Linked DNA regions of Hordeum vulgare: region 2 is linked to region 1. A link is a contact called in public Hi-C data. All regions are on one chromosome and are shown on one strand. The core of a region is the stretch at or near the end of the contact, and the rest is flanking DNA. Distances in the headings are between cores, read along the strand shown. Region 1 holds the start of LOC123407001 (60S ribosomal protein L32-1). Region 2 has its middle 250 kb from the start of LOC123406999.

Evidence for each region. Hi-C and Micro-C count contacts between places; a contact is called where the count stands out from the background.
Region 2: a contact with region 1 is called in a Hi-C map of leaf, with 3 times the contacts expected there. The contact joins the enhancer-like site here to the promoter of LOC123407001 in region 1. A contact is called at or near these places in 2 of 6 Hi-C or Micro-C datasets (leaf and seedling) and 1 of 1 datasets of contacts at active chromatin or transcription factors (embryo).

The regions. Positions count from the first base shown.
Region 1 is chr7H:194,625,786-194,632,167 of MorexV3_pseudomolecules_assembly, forward strand. LOC123407001 (60S ribosomal protein L32-1) reads right to left here and starts at 3,135. Exons shown (of 4, transcript XM_045100027.1): 1 at 3,049-3,135; 2 at 2,864-2,960; 3 at 1,234-1,415; 4 at 842-1,145. The coding sequence starts at 2,953. The coding sequence ends at 1,016. LOC123406999 (pentatricopeptide repeat-containing protein At5g18390, mitochondrial) reads left to right here and starts at 3,198. Exons shown (of 3, transcript XM_045100026.1): 1 at 3,198-4,743; 2 at 4,911-4,962; 3 at 5,483-5,846. The coding sequence starts at 3,295. The coding sequence ends at 4,674.
Region 2 is chr7H:194,877,595-194,883,976 of MorexV3_pseudomolecules_assembly, forward strand. No RefSeq gene overlaps it. Among protein-coding and RNA genes, the nearest start is that of LOC123406999, 250 kb to the left of the region's middle. Within about 2 kb of position 2,742, at least 3 of the 3 cell types and tissues checked have open chromatin away from gene starts, as enhancers often do. A contact at or near this core is called in leaf and seedling, where this site is marked.

The DNA of each region.
Region 1 (6,382 bases), core at 1,885-4,384:
TGAGGTGTGAGGGCTATGCTGCAGTTGCAGCTGTATGTCGGGATCAAACATGAGTTTTTCTGGGCGCTTCATCTATTATCTTCAGAAACATCATTGACCCGGTCACTCTTGAAGCACTGACTGTGAAAGAGGCCTTGGCATGAGCAAAGAATACATGTTGCATCCCACTGCAAAACTGTTGTGGAGGGCAAACTTCGTCGGTGTATGGGGCCATAGTGCATGAAATAATACATAGATCCCCCAATGGTCGTGAAATAATACATAGATCCCCCAATGGTCGGTCACCCCTGGTTGTCAATGCCATGCATGGGAGGCCGTTCAAGTCGAGAAGAAATGGTGCAAATGCACCAGGAAAGATGGCTAGGCACGTACGTGTTGTAGCTAAAAATGTCCGCGAGCATGCATGCACGTCGTTTCCGTGAATGGTTGTTACCTTGCTATAAGCCGCTAGCGTAGCTGTCACATGCATGTTTGGAATGGGATGAAGCCCGAAGAAGAGATGCAGTTAGCTCAGAACGAAAGGCCAGGTCAACAATTTCCCAGCCACCTTTGTTTTCCAGGAATTTTCAGGGGTACGCTCTAAAACAACCTTTGAGATAAATCATCATTGAGACTTTCATGTTCAAGCAGGTAGAGACCATACTTCCTACTTGACGTTGTCTGATGTAGTATCACAACCACAACAGTGTGACAAGATCTCAACCTAAGTGCTTCAAAACAGATGATTAAATTTGATCACCGGAATATGAAGCACAACCGAAACCCACTTTAACACACAATTTTTCAGCAATTGGCAATGATATCTACAGTCAGCACTGGTAGTGTTAAAAACGCTCTTATATTACGGGACGGATGGAGTAGATTATAAAGGCAATAGTAGATCTTTGACACATTACAGTCGGCACTAGTAGCAAAAAGGTAGGAACAGCAGATATCCCTGGCAGACACAAAACGAACGACGGCAGAATAATTCCCTACATACGAACCAGACCAAAACATAGCACCAACAGACAGTTTACTCATCCTCTTGGCTGCGGAGCCTGGCAAGCTTGTTGGTAACCACGATGTCGAGCTGTGCGGCACGCTCAACGATGTCCTTGCGCTTCTTGGTGGAGACGTTGTGCGCAATCTCCGCACAGTAGGTCCTGATTGCAAGGAACAAGGCATATTACAATTAGCATACCATAATAGTGGAAGACAGTACTGTAAACGGCATGATGAACACGCATTTACCTGTTGTGCATCATAAGCAGCTCCAGCTCAGAGACATTGTGGACAACAAACTTCTTGAACTTGTTGGGAAGGTAATGCCTGGTCTTCTTGTCAGAACCGTAGCCAATGTTGGGCATCAAGGTGCATCCCTTGAACTTTCTCCTGACACGGGAATCAATACCCTTTGGCCTGCGCCAGCTTTGCTACAATCAAAAACCAAAATATTGTTCAGTTTAAGCACAATATAACATAATGAACAAGAGGACAAGTCTAAAAGAGGTGGAAATACAAGATTCAACACATGAATTACCAAACAAGCTAGCATCACCTGCTCCTTGTGGATTTTATAATGGACAATAATAATTTTATGACATTCAGAAACAATGTTAAAACTACAAGCAGCTACTATCTTACTCCCTCCGTACCTAAATATAAGTCTTTTAAGATATTTCATTAGGTGTCTACATACAGAGCAAAATGAATGAATCTATACTCCAAAATATGTCTATATACATCCGTATGTAGTTCATTAGTTGAACCTCTAAAAAGACGTATATTTAGGAACGGAGGGAGTACACGTTAAGCTTCCTGGTCATACTTGTACCCGCGAACAACACACAAATAAATATAATTGAGCAAAGAAACAAACCACTTGCTGTTTTGGTGTGTGAGGGTATACTTGCAACAAAAAAATTTACAGAACATAACATTGAGGAATAACACACTAAGAAAATGCTGCTCGGCCAAAGAATACATAACAGTGTAGAAGTAGTTAAGCTGAAAGGATCAGACAGAATGTACTAATCATGCAGAAAACCATAACTTCTTGAGCAAACATTAGGAAACAAGTGTTTGGAGAAGTCTAAGCAAAGCATTCATACTCAGAATGAAGCCCACGCCTTTTTTTAATTCATCCAACTTCATGAAGACATGAATAAATTGCTGTAGAAGAGGTTGCGACAGCCACAGTACAATACTAATGCAAGGGCTAGGGCCCTCTTCATTCAACCAATATTTGCTCAAGAAGATGTTTTCTTACTCAGACCTTTTACTAAGCCATCACTTCCTTTCTTTACAAAGTCATCAATAAGCAAATAAGGTAAGACAAAAACACAAATGCCAACCTAAAAGGTCTGTTATAATCTTTCAACACAGTGCTCTTTGATGTACACGTGCAACAAACAATTTCAATTTAAACATGCATCATTCAGTTATACTCCCTCTGTACCACAATACTTGTAGTTGGGGGTACTTGCAGTAGTGTTCCCCAACAAGTATTTAGGTACAGAGGGAGTACTACTTTGTGATTGTTCACATCCTAAATGGTTACCACCTTCAGAACACTCAGTAAATTTCTATAGCAACATTCGCTAATATCTTATAACACTCTCGTGCTGAATCAACGACTCCAACACTAGCATTCCACAATAACATAGCCTAAGCCCAAGTGATAAATTTGGCATACAGCGACTAAGAATCACAAGTGAATAACAGACCACCAGATTATACAACGAAGATACTACAGGAGGCCATGAACCGCGGTGAAGTTTGAAAGTTGAAAATACGGCATGCGTAACAATCAGGATCTAGAACCTGGCCATATCGACTTCCAATATCCACTGCATACAAGTATTGCGGAAGAGGTTGATACCTTGAGGCCAATGTAGCGGTCGCTATGGGCCCTCTTGAAGTGCTTGACCCTCTTCTTCACGATCTTCTTCGTCAGAATCGGCACCGCCATCTCTGATCTGCCGGGAAAAAACCAACAGAAGGATTTCGAATCAGACGGCGAGGATAAAATCACCCGGGCAAACCAGCTGGGAGCTCGCTTGCTACCTTCGGGAGGGAGCGACCCTAACCCTAACACGAAGAGAGGAGGAAGAAGAGCGGCGGCGGGGCAGGGTTTGCAAGGCGAGGCAGTGTTTATACCCTCCACAAACCCTAGTTACATGGGCTCGAATGGGCCAGTGCAGTCTAAGCCAGAAAAACAGAAAGTTAGCCCATTACTACTTGCTCTGTACAGAATGGGCCGCCCAGCTCCACCGTTAGCTCCCGTTCTCCGCGGGTGTGAGGAGGCGAGAAATGTCGTCCTCCGTTTCCGCCGCCGTTCTCCGCCGCCTCGGCGACCGGCTCGGCCTCCGCCGACTCGCCACGCTCCCCGACTACGCGGCCGGCGAAGAGGAGCTGCCGCACCACCCCACCTCCAAGGACGCCTACTTCGCGGCGGTAAACCACCTCTCCACCATCGTACGGCGCGACTTCTACCTGGAGCGCACCCTGAACCGCCTCCGCCTCCCGTCCCCATTCCCGCCGGACCTCGCGCTCCGCGTCATCCGCGCCGCTGCCCCCTCTGAGCCCCTCCACGCCGCCCGCTTCCTCGCGTGGATCCGGGCGAAGCCCAATTTCTCCCCCTCCGCCGATCACTTCGACGCGCTGCTCCTCCCGCTCGCCCGCGCGCGCCTCTTCACCCACCTGTGGACCCAGGCCTCCGACATGCGCGCGCTCGGCCTCCCCCTCTCTCCGGCAACCTTCTCAGCGGTCATCTCGTCCTACGGCCACTCCCGTCTCGCCGAGCAGGCCGTCGAGGTCTTCAATCGCCTTCCCCACTTCGGGTGCCCGCAGACCACCGAGGTCTACAACGCCCTTCTCGACGCGCTCTGCGCCAACGGCAACTTCGCCGGCGCCTACAAGCTGCTCCGCCGCATGGCGCGCAAGGGCGTGGCCCCCGACCGCGCCACCTTCAGCACGCTCGTCGACGCCTGGTGCGCATCGGGGAAGCTCCGGGAGGCGCAGGCGTTCCTGGACGACATGGCCACCCGCGGGTTCCGGCCGCCAGTGCGCGGCCGGGACCTCCTCGTCGACGGGCTCGTCCGAGCTGGGCGCCTGGAGGAAGCCAAGGCATTCGCCCTCCGCATCACCAAGGAGGGCGTCCTCCCCGACGTGGCCACATTCAACTCGCTCGCCCAGGCGCTTTGCGATGCTGGTGATGTGGAATTCGCGGTGGGTCTTCTTGCCGATGCTTCCAGTCGTGGCATGTGCCCAGATATCTCAACTTACAAAGTGATGCTACCGGCCGTGGCCAAGGCTGGTCGAATTGAGGAGGCATTCCGATTGTTCTATGCGGCTATTGAGGATGGCCACCGGCCCTTCCCAAGTCTATATGCGGCGATCGTCAAGGCGCTCTGCAAGGCAGGTCGTTTCGCTGATGCTTTCGCCTTCTTTGGTGATATGAAGTCCAAGGGGCACCCACCTAATCGGCCTGTGTATGTGATGCTTGTGAAAATGTGTGTGAGGGGTGGTCGGTTCTTGGATGCTGCAAACTACCTTCTTGAGATGAGTGAGGCTGGGTTCGCGCCACGGGCGCCAACCTTTAACGTTGTTGTTGATGGGCTGCGGCATCTTGGGAAACATGATCTAGCCCGGAGGATGGAGCAGCTTGAGATGTCACTAAAAGGAAACTGAATGGATCGGAAAGTAGATACAGTCTAGTGGGGCGCTGTGAATTGCATGGTAAAGGTTCTGAATTTTCAGGTAGGGTTCGTTATCTTCTAATTGTATTTCATGGCATAGGCCGCCAATGCTATGCTGTTTGACTGTGACTGATATGCTTGTCAGGTGATTGATTTTTTTTTTCGGTACGAAGAGTCAACGAATAAGACCATCAGATAGCCTCAACTAATGTGCTCAAAATTGTGCAGTGAAGGTTCACAAGAAGAGTAGTGGTGGAGTAGGCAGTAAGTTCAGAGGAATGTAAGTTTTGTGGTTGTAGATTAGATTATTCAAATATCCAAGGTCCAATGCTGTTTGATCAGGTGTTTTCACTGTTCAATTTAGCACCAACTCTGTGCTCCATGATAATTCAGTATAAAGATTGGAGCCATGCTACCTTGTACTCCCTCCGTCCCAAAATAACTGTCTTAACTTTGTACTGGCTCTAACACAAAGTTGTACTAAGCTTAAGACACTTATTTTGGAACGGAGGGAGTATGATTTAAAGTGTATTCTTGAGATGACACTAGAATGAATTGGAAAGTAGATGCTGTCTAGTGGGGTGCTGTGAATTGCATGGTAAAGGTTCTGAATTTTCTGGTAGGATCATGTCTTCTGATTGTATTCTGTAACATAAACCAATGGTATGCTGTTGGACTGTTGGATATGCTTGTCGAGTGATTTTGTGTGTGGGTGGGTGGGTGGGGGGGGGGGGTAGAAGGATCAGTGAATAAACTCATTGGATATTCTCAACTAATGTGGTCAAATTTGTGCAGGGAAGATTAACAAGAAGAGTGGTGGTGGAGTGTGCAGTAAGTTGAGAGGAACGTATGCTTTGTGATTGCATAGATTAGATCATTGAAAGATCCACTGTCCCATGGGTGTTTGACGAGGTGCTTTCACTGTTCAATTTATAACCAACTCTGTGATCCATGAGAATTCATGTAGAATAAAGATTAGAGCCATGCTACCTTGTACGATTTGAAATTGCATTCTAGAAATAGGGCTGACTAGTGATAATGTTTGTTGAAACCTCAAGGCAAATCACTTTCCAAGTAAGGTTGAGGTACCTGTGTTGTCTTCTGGACAAAAGAAAGGCACTGTCTTCTTTATAATGACTATGAAGGTTATTCTGCTTGTGCGTAGCTGCTGGTTGCTGCTTTATGTTTTTTCCTTCTTTTTTGTGTGCAGTGTTTCAGCTTTGCTTTGCCCTTCATGAGCATCAGATACTGGATTTGCATGCAGTTGGTGCCTTGACGGACAGTCCAGCTACCACAGCTTTGCTTCTACTCCCTCTGTTCCTAAATATAAGACTTTGTAGGGATTCCACTATAGACTACATACAGAGCAAAATGAATGCATCTACACTTTAAACTATATTTAGAAACGGAGGGAGTAGCATTTAGAATTGGTTTGGATTTACCGGTTGCACCCAACGAGATTAAAGCTGAATGACAATTTCATGCTCTAAATTGGATCTACACTCTAAATTGGATCTACCCGGTTGCATCCACGACAATTTCATGCTCGTGCAATGCACGGTGCACCACCTCCATGTGCTGCGAGACCCTACGGTACTACTGAAGCTGGACTGTGGCCTGTTCTTCTCGAGGTTTTGAAACAAATGGGTTTCGGCGCAAAATGGCTGGCATGGATTTGGGATCCTATCAACATCATCGAC
Region 2 (6,382 bases), core at 1,492-3,991, 250 kb after region 1:
GATTGTCGGTGCCCATCCATTCCTACCGTTCTTCTACATCTCGTAGCACAACCCATCCAGAGTCGCCACGATGTCCAACCAAGCCAGAGCCCATAATGGCTTGTGGCTATGCAGGTAAGCCTCGGGTCTTGAAGTATCCATCCATCTCTTCGTACCTGGGTGGAACTTTCCGCGTGAACACTCGCACTTCTTCAGCAACACCTAGGCTATCACTGGGTACTCCAGGGTGTCGTTCAACCAATTTCCACCCAGAGGTATATTGCAATCATGAGGTCTTGAAAATCTTGAAGTGTTGAGGTCTTGGTCATTCATTAAGTCTCACAACTCTCATGATAAACACTCAACCTACCCCGTCTACTAAAGCATAGCAAAGAAAACATCGTCTCCCGGACCAAAGTGACAAGGGTTTATGGGGTGCCTACCACATGATACTACTCAAGAACCAAGTTTCCAATTTACCTACTTTACATGCAATGGTGGAAAAAGTTGAACTAATGCAATAAAATCATAGCTAATACATGATCAATGTGAACTTGCCTTGCTGACGGTCTTCAAACTCGAGTGACTCTATATAGCAAGCCTCGCACTCCGGATGATCTAAGAGACAAACAGTTCACGCAATAAGCACAACATAAACATAACAACAAGTAAAAACTAATAATATTAAAACAACCAATAACACTAACGTAGACAAGAGAGAAAAACCAAATAAAGAATTCATCCAAAAGTCCATGGCAAAGCTTTTAGTAAAAACAAAGCAAACTATAAATAGTTTTCTGTAGCTAATAACATCTTAACAGAAAAAAATAAGACTAATGAAATTAACAGAAAGTATTTCACCTAAACTTTTCTACACAAAAAGAATCAAATAAAAAGGTTCTATAAAACAAAAGTTATGACCTATTTAAAATAAATCTTGAATCTGTCCAGATCGAAAATTTATAAATACAAAATATATTTTCATTAGACCTCTCGATAAACATAACATGTCGAAATCATTAGCAAAAAGAAACAATCAAAAACAAAATTCTAAATAAAAGTTATACCTAAATTAGTGTTTACTACAAATCTGTTTGAACTCGAAAATTAAAAGTTCAAAAATATATTTTTTTTGATGGTTCCACGTGATAGAGGGGATTTTTTTGAATCTGTAGCAACAAGAAAACGGAGTTATAAAACTAAAGATACAAAACAAAACTGAGATCTAATTTAAAAACGAGATTTTTCTGAAAACATTAAATTGCGGATATGCGACACGTGGCTATCATTGGTTTGCTGCAAGTGTTCGCTACAAGGCTAAAAGGTAAACAATCTCTACTTAACTAATATGAAAATAACTTACACACAACAAATATGAGGAGGCACAGAAGAAGATGACGATGGTGAGGCGGCTCCCGCAATCAACAGCGTCGGGGAAGTTGTCCAACACATGTGGAACATCGAGGGCGACCGATTTTTTGCTGAAGGTGAAGGTTGATGGTGAACGAAGCGAGCGGGGCGTCGAGGTGAACTCCGTGAACTAAGACGTCGTTACGAGCTCGAGGTGGTCGCTATAGACGAAGAGATGAGATTAAACCTTGTCAAAAAGAAGCTAGGGATTGAAAAAAGTCTAACTACACAAGATGGAGGCTCGAGATGGCTCACGGGCGTCGGAATATGGCGATGAACCGCAGCTTCTGCGGTGAGATCCAAATGACGAAAGCTTCGCGTACAAGGGTTTTTATAGGACATGATGCTTGGAGCAGGGGTTGACTTGAGATAGGATTTTCACAAAGTTTAAACCGAAGTCGGCGTCTTTACGCGTACGTGCGTGCAGTTGGACTCTGTTTTGTTTTCGTGGACAGGAAGAAGACCGAGCGGGTCCCACGCGCCAGGGAGAGAGAGTACGAGAAAGAGAGGAAATTGGGAGGAGAGAAACATAACGTGGGGTTCGTTGCCCTTTGTTTGAAAAACAAACAGCCGGCAGCGGCTGGGAGGAGCACTCGTGGCTCGCCTCGCTCATTGCCTCGCTAGGGCAACTCCCACCATGCGTGTGGGGTGGGCTGGGGCGCTGGCCCATGGTTAGCTTGGCCGTCCGGTGCGCTCGCCTGGCCAGCAGTTTTTTTAGGAATAAAACGGAAAAAAAAAACATACTCCGTGATCCGTGATCAACGGCGTCGGGGAAGTTGTCCAACAGATGCGGAACGTCGAGGGCAAACGATTTTTGCTGAATGTGAAGGTTGGTGGTGACCGAAGCGAACGGGGTATCGAGGTGAACTCCGTGAACTACGGCGACGTTACGAGCTCGAGGCGGTCGTTGTAGATGGAGATACGAGATTAGACCATGTCAAAAAGAAGCTAAGGATCGCAATAAGTCTAACTGCAAAGGATGGAGGCTCGGAATGGCTCACGGGCGTTGGAATCCGACGATGAACCGCAGCTTCTGTGGCAAGATCCAAACGCCGAAAGCTTCGTGTATATGGGGTTTTGGCGTGGGGGTTTTACGAGAATTAGTCGAGGAGAGTCACGGGTATTTATAGGACATGATGCTTGAGCAGGGGTTGACTAGAGATAGGATTTTCATGAAGTTTAAACCAAAGTCGGCGTCTGTACACGTACGTGCGTGGAGTTGGACTTTGTTTTGTTTTCGTGGACAGGAAGAAGACTAGGCGGGTCCCACGCAGAGAGAGAGAGTACGAGAGGGAGAGGAAATCGGGAGGAGAGACACATGACATGGGGTTCGTTGCCCTTTTTTTTGGAAAACAAACAGCCAACGGCGGCTGGGAGGAGCGCTCGTGGCTCACCTTGCTCCTTGCCTTGCTAGGGCAACTCACACCGTGCGTGTGGGGTCGGCTGGGGCACTGGCCCATGGCTGGCTGGGTCAGCCCAGTTTTTTTTTGAGAAATAAAACGAAAATAACATACTATACACAAAATAATATTTAGGGTATTGTATATCAAAACGATCGGAAAAATAAATCCTATAGCATGGACATTTATTAAACACAAAATAAAAACTTTATAAAACTTTTTCTTTAAAATTCCAAATAAAATCAAATTTGACTTTCAAATAAATTGGCACTATTTTTCTTCTCACTTTTGGGGTGTCATGTTACCTCCTCTCATACTTGTTGTACAAGGTATTTTGTGAGGGATTTGTGAATGAAATTCACGTGCCAAAAGAAATGAAATCAAATACCAGATGAAAATTCAGTTGCCACATTCATTTCAATCAAAATGCATAGATGCTTAGCTATAATTGTAAAATATTCCAAATTGAAATTTGGGATGTTATAGTTATAGAATCTATACTTCAACCAGAGAATGACGCAACGCAAAAAGATGTTTCTATGGAGCCTACATCTGTTGAAGAGGAGGCTGATGATTATGATCATGTAGCTTCAGATCAAGTTGTTATCGAACCTCGTAGGTCGACAAGGGCACGTAATACTCCTGAGTGGTACGGAAACCCTGTCTTGTCAGTCATGTTGTTAGAAACAATGAACCTACGAGCTATGGAGACGTGATGGTGGGCCCCGATTCCAACAAATGTTTAGATCCATGAAATCTGACATAGGATCCATGTATGAAAACAAAGTGTGGACTTTGGAAGTATTACCTGAAGGGCGAAAGGCCATTCAGAATAAATGAATCTTTAAGAAGAAGACACACGCAGACGATAATATCACCGTCTATAAAACTCGACTTGTGGCAAGGGGTTTTTCACAAGTTCAAGTAGTTGACTACGATGAGACTTTCTCACCCGTAGCGATGCTTAAATCCATCAGAATCATGTTAGCAATAGCTGCATTTTTTGATTATGAAATTTGGAAAATTGATGTCAAAGCAGCGCTCCTTAGAAGGTTTTGTCGATCCAGAGAATGCTAAGAAAGTATGCAAACTCCAGCGATCCATTTATGGACTCGTGCAAGCATCTCGAAGTTGTAATCAACGCTTAGATGAGGTGATCATGGCGTTTGGGTTTATATAAGTTTGTGGAGAAGCTTGTATTTACAAGAAAGTGAGTGGGGGCTCTATAGCATTTCTAATATTATATTTGGATGACATATTGCTGATTGGAAATCATATAGCCATTTTGGGAAGCGTAAAGGATTATTTGAATAAGAGTTTTTCTATGAAGGACCTAGGAGAAGGTGCTTACATATTAGGCATCAAGATCTATGGAGATAGATCAAGACGCTTAATAGGACTTTCACAGAGCTCATACCTTGACAAAGTTTTGTAGTAGTTCATAATGGAGCAGTCCAAGAAGGAGTTCTTGCTTGTGCTACAAGGTGTGAAGTTGAGTAAGAGTCAATGCCCAGTAACTGCAGAAGATAGAGAAAAGCTGAGTGTCGCCCCTATGCTTCAGCCATAGGCTCTATCATGTATGCAATGTTGTGCACAAGACCTGATGTCAGCCTTGCCATAAGTATGGCGAGAAGGTTTCAGAGTGATCCAGGAATAGAACACTGGACAACGGTCAAGAATATTCTGAAGTACCTGAAAAGGACTAAGGAAATGTTTCTCGTTTATGGAGGTGATGAAGAGCTTGTCGTAAAGGGTTACGTCGATGCAATCTTTGACACTGACCTGGATGACTCTAAGTCTCAAACCGGATACGTATTTATTCTCAATGGGGGTGCGGTAAGCTGGTGCAGTTCCAAGCAAAGCGTGGTAGCTGATTCTACATGTGAAGCGGAGTACATAGCTGCCTCAGAGGCGGCCAAAGAGGGTGTGTGGATGAAGGAGTTCATGACAAATCATGGAGTTGTGCCTAGTGAATTAAATCTAATGACTCTGTTCTGTAAAAACACTGGTACCATTGCTCTAGCCAAGGAACCAAGGTTTCACAAGAGGACCAGACACATAAAGTGACGCTTCAATGCCATCTGCGATTACATCAAAGAGGCGGACATAAGTACTTGCAAAGTGCACACGGATCTGAATGTTGCACACCCGTTGACTAAGCCTCTTCCACGAGCAAACCATGATCAACACCAGAACTGTATGGGTGTTATATTTATTACATTGTAAATCACATAGTGATGTGCGCTAGATTATTGACTCTAGTGCAAGTGGGAGACTGTTGGAAATATGCCCTAGAGGCAAAAATAAAATAGTTATTATTATATTTCCTTGTTCAGTATAATCATTTATTATATATGCTAGAATTGTATTGAATGGAAACTCAGATACATCTGTGGATACATAGACAACACACCGTACCTAGTAAGCCTCTACTGGACTAGCTCATTGATCAAAGATGGTCAAGGTTTCCTTACCATAGACAAGAGTTGTCACTTGATAACGGGATCACATCATTAGGAGAATTATGTGATGGAGAAGACCCAAACTATGAACATAGCATGTGATCGTGTTGTTTTATTGCTACTGTTTTTCTGCATGTCAAGTATATGTTCCTTTGACCATGAGATCATGTAGCTTACTCACACCGGAAGAATACTTTGTGTGTATCAAACGTCGCAACATAACTAAGTGACTATAAAAGTACTATACATGTATCTCTGAAGGTGTCTGTTGAGTTGGCATGCATCAAGACTGGTATTTGTCACTCCGTGTGACGGAGAGGTATCTCGGGGCCCACTCGATAATACAACATCACAACAAGTCTACAAAGCAATGTGACTAAAGACTTAGTCACGGGATTTTGTATTATGGAACGAGTAAAGAGACTTGCATGCAACGAGATTGAACTAGGTATAGAGATACCGACGATCGAATCTCGGGCAAGTAACATACCGAAGAACAAAGGGAATAATATACGGGATTAACTAAATCCTTGACATAGAGGTTCAATCGATAAAGATCTTCGTAGAATATGTAGGAGCCAATATGGACATCCAGGTCCTTCTATTGGTTATTAACCGAAGAGTGTCTCGGTCATGTCTACATAGTTCTTGAACCCGTAGGGTCTGCACACTTAAGGTTCGGTTACGTTTCGGTATACTTGAATTATGTATGTTGGTGTTTGAATTTTGTTCGGATTCCCATATGAGATATGGACGTCACGAGGAGTTCCGTAATGGTCCGGAGACGAAGATTGATATATAGGAAAAGTATATTCGGATGTCGGAAAGATTTCGGGAATTTTTGATAAAGTACCGAGAGTGATGAATGGGCTCCGGAGGTTCACCGGGAGGGGCCACCCACCCGAAGGGGGGCCAAATAGGCCTAGAGGTGTCGCACCAACCCCTGGTGGGTTGGGCGGCCAACCCCATGGGCCTATTCGGCCGAATAGGAAGAGAGGGGAGGAATCCCACTAGGAGGAGGACTCCTCCTCCACCAAACCGAATTGAAGGAGGACTCCTCCCTCCTTGTGCGCCGCCGACCAACCCTGGGTTTTTTACCTAGGGCCCCACCCCTCCCTCCCACCTATATAT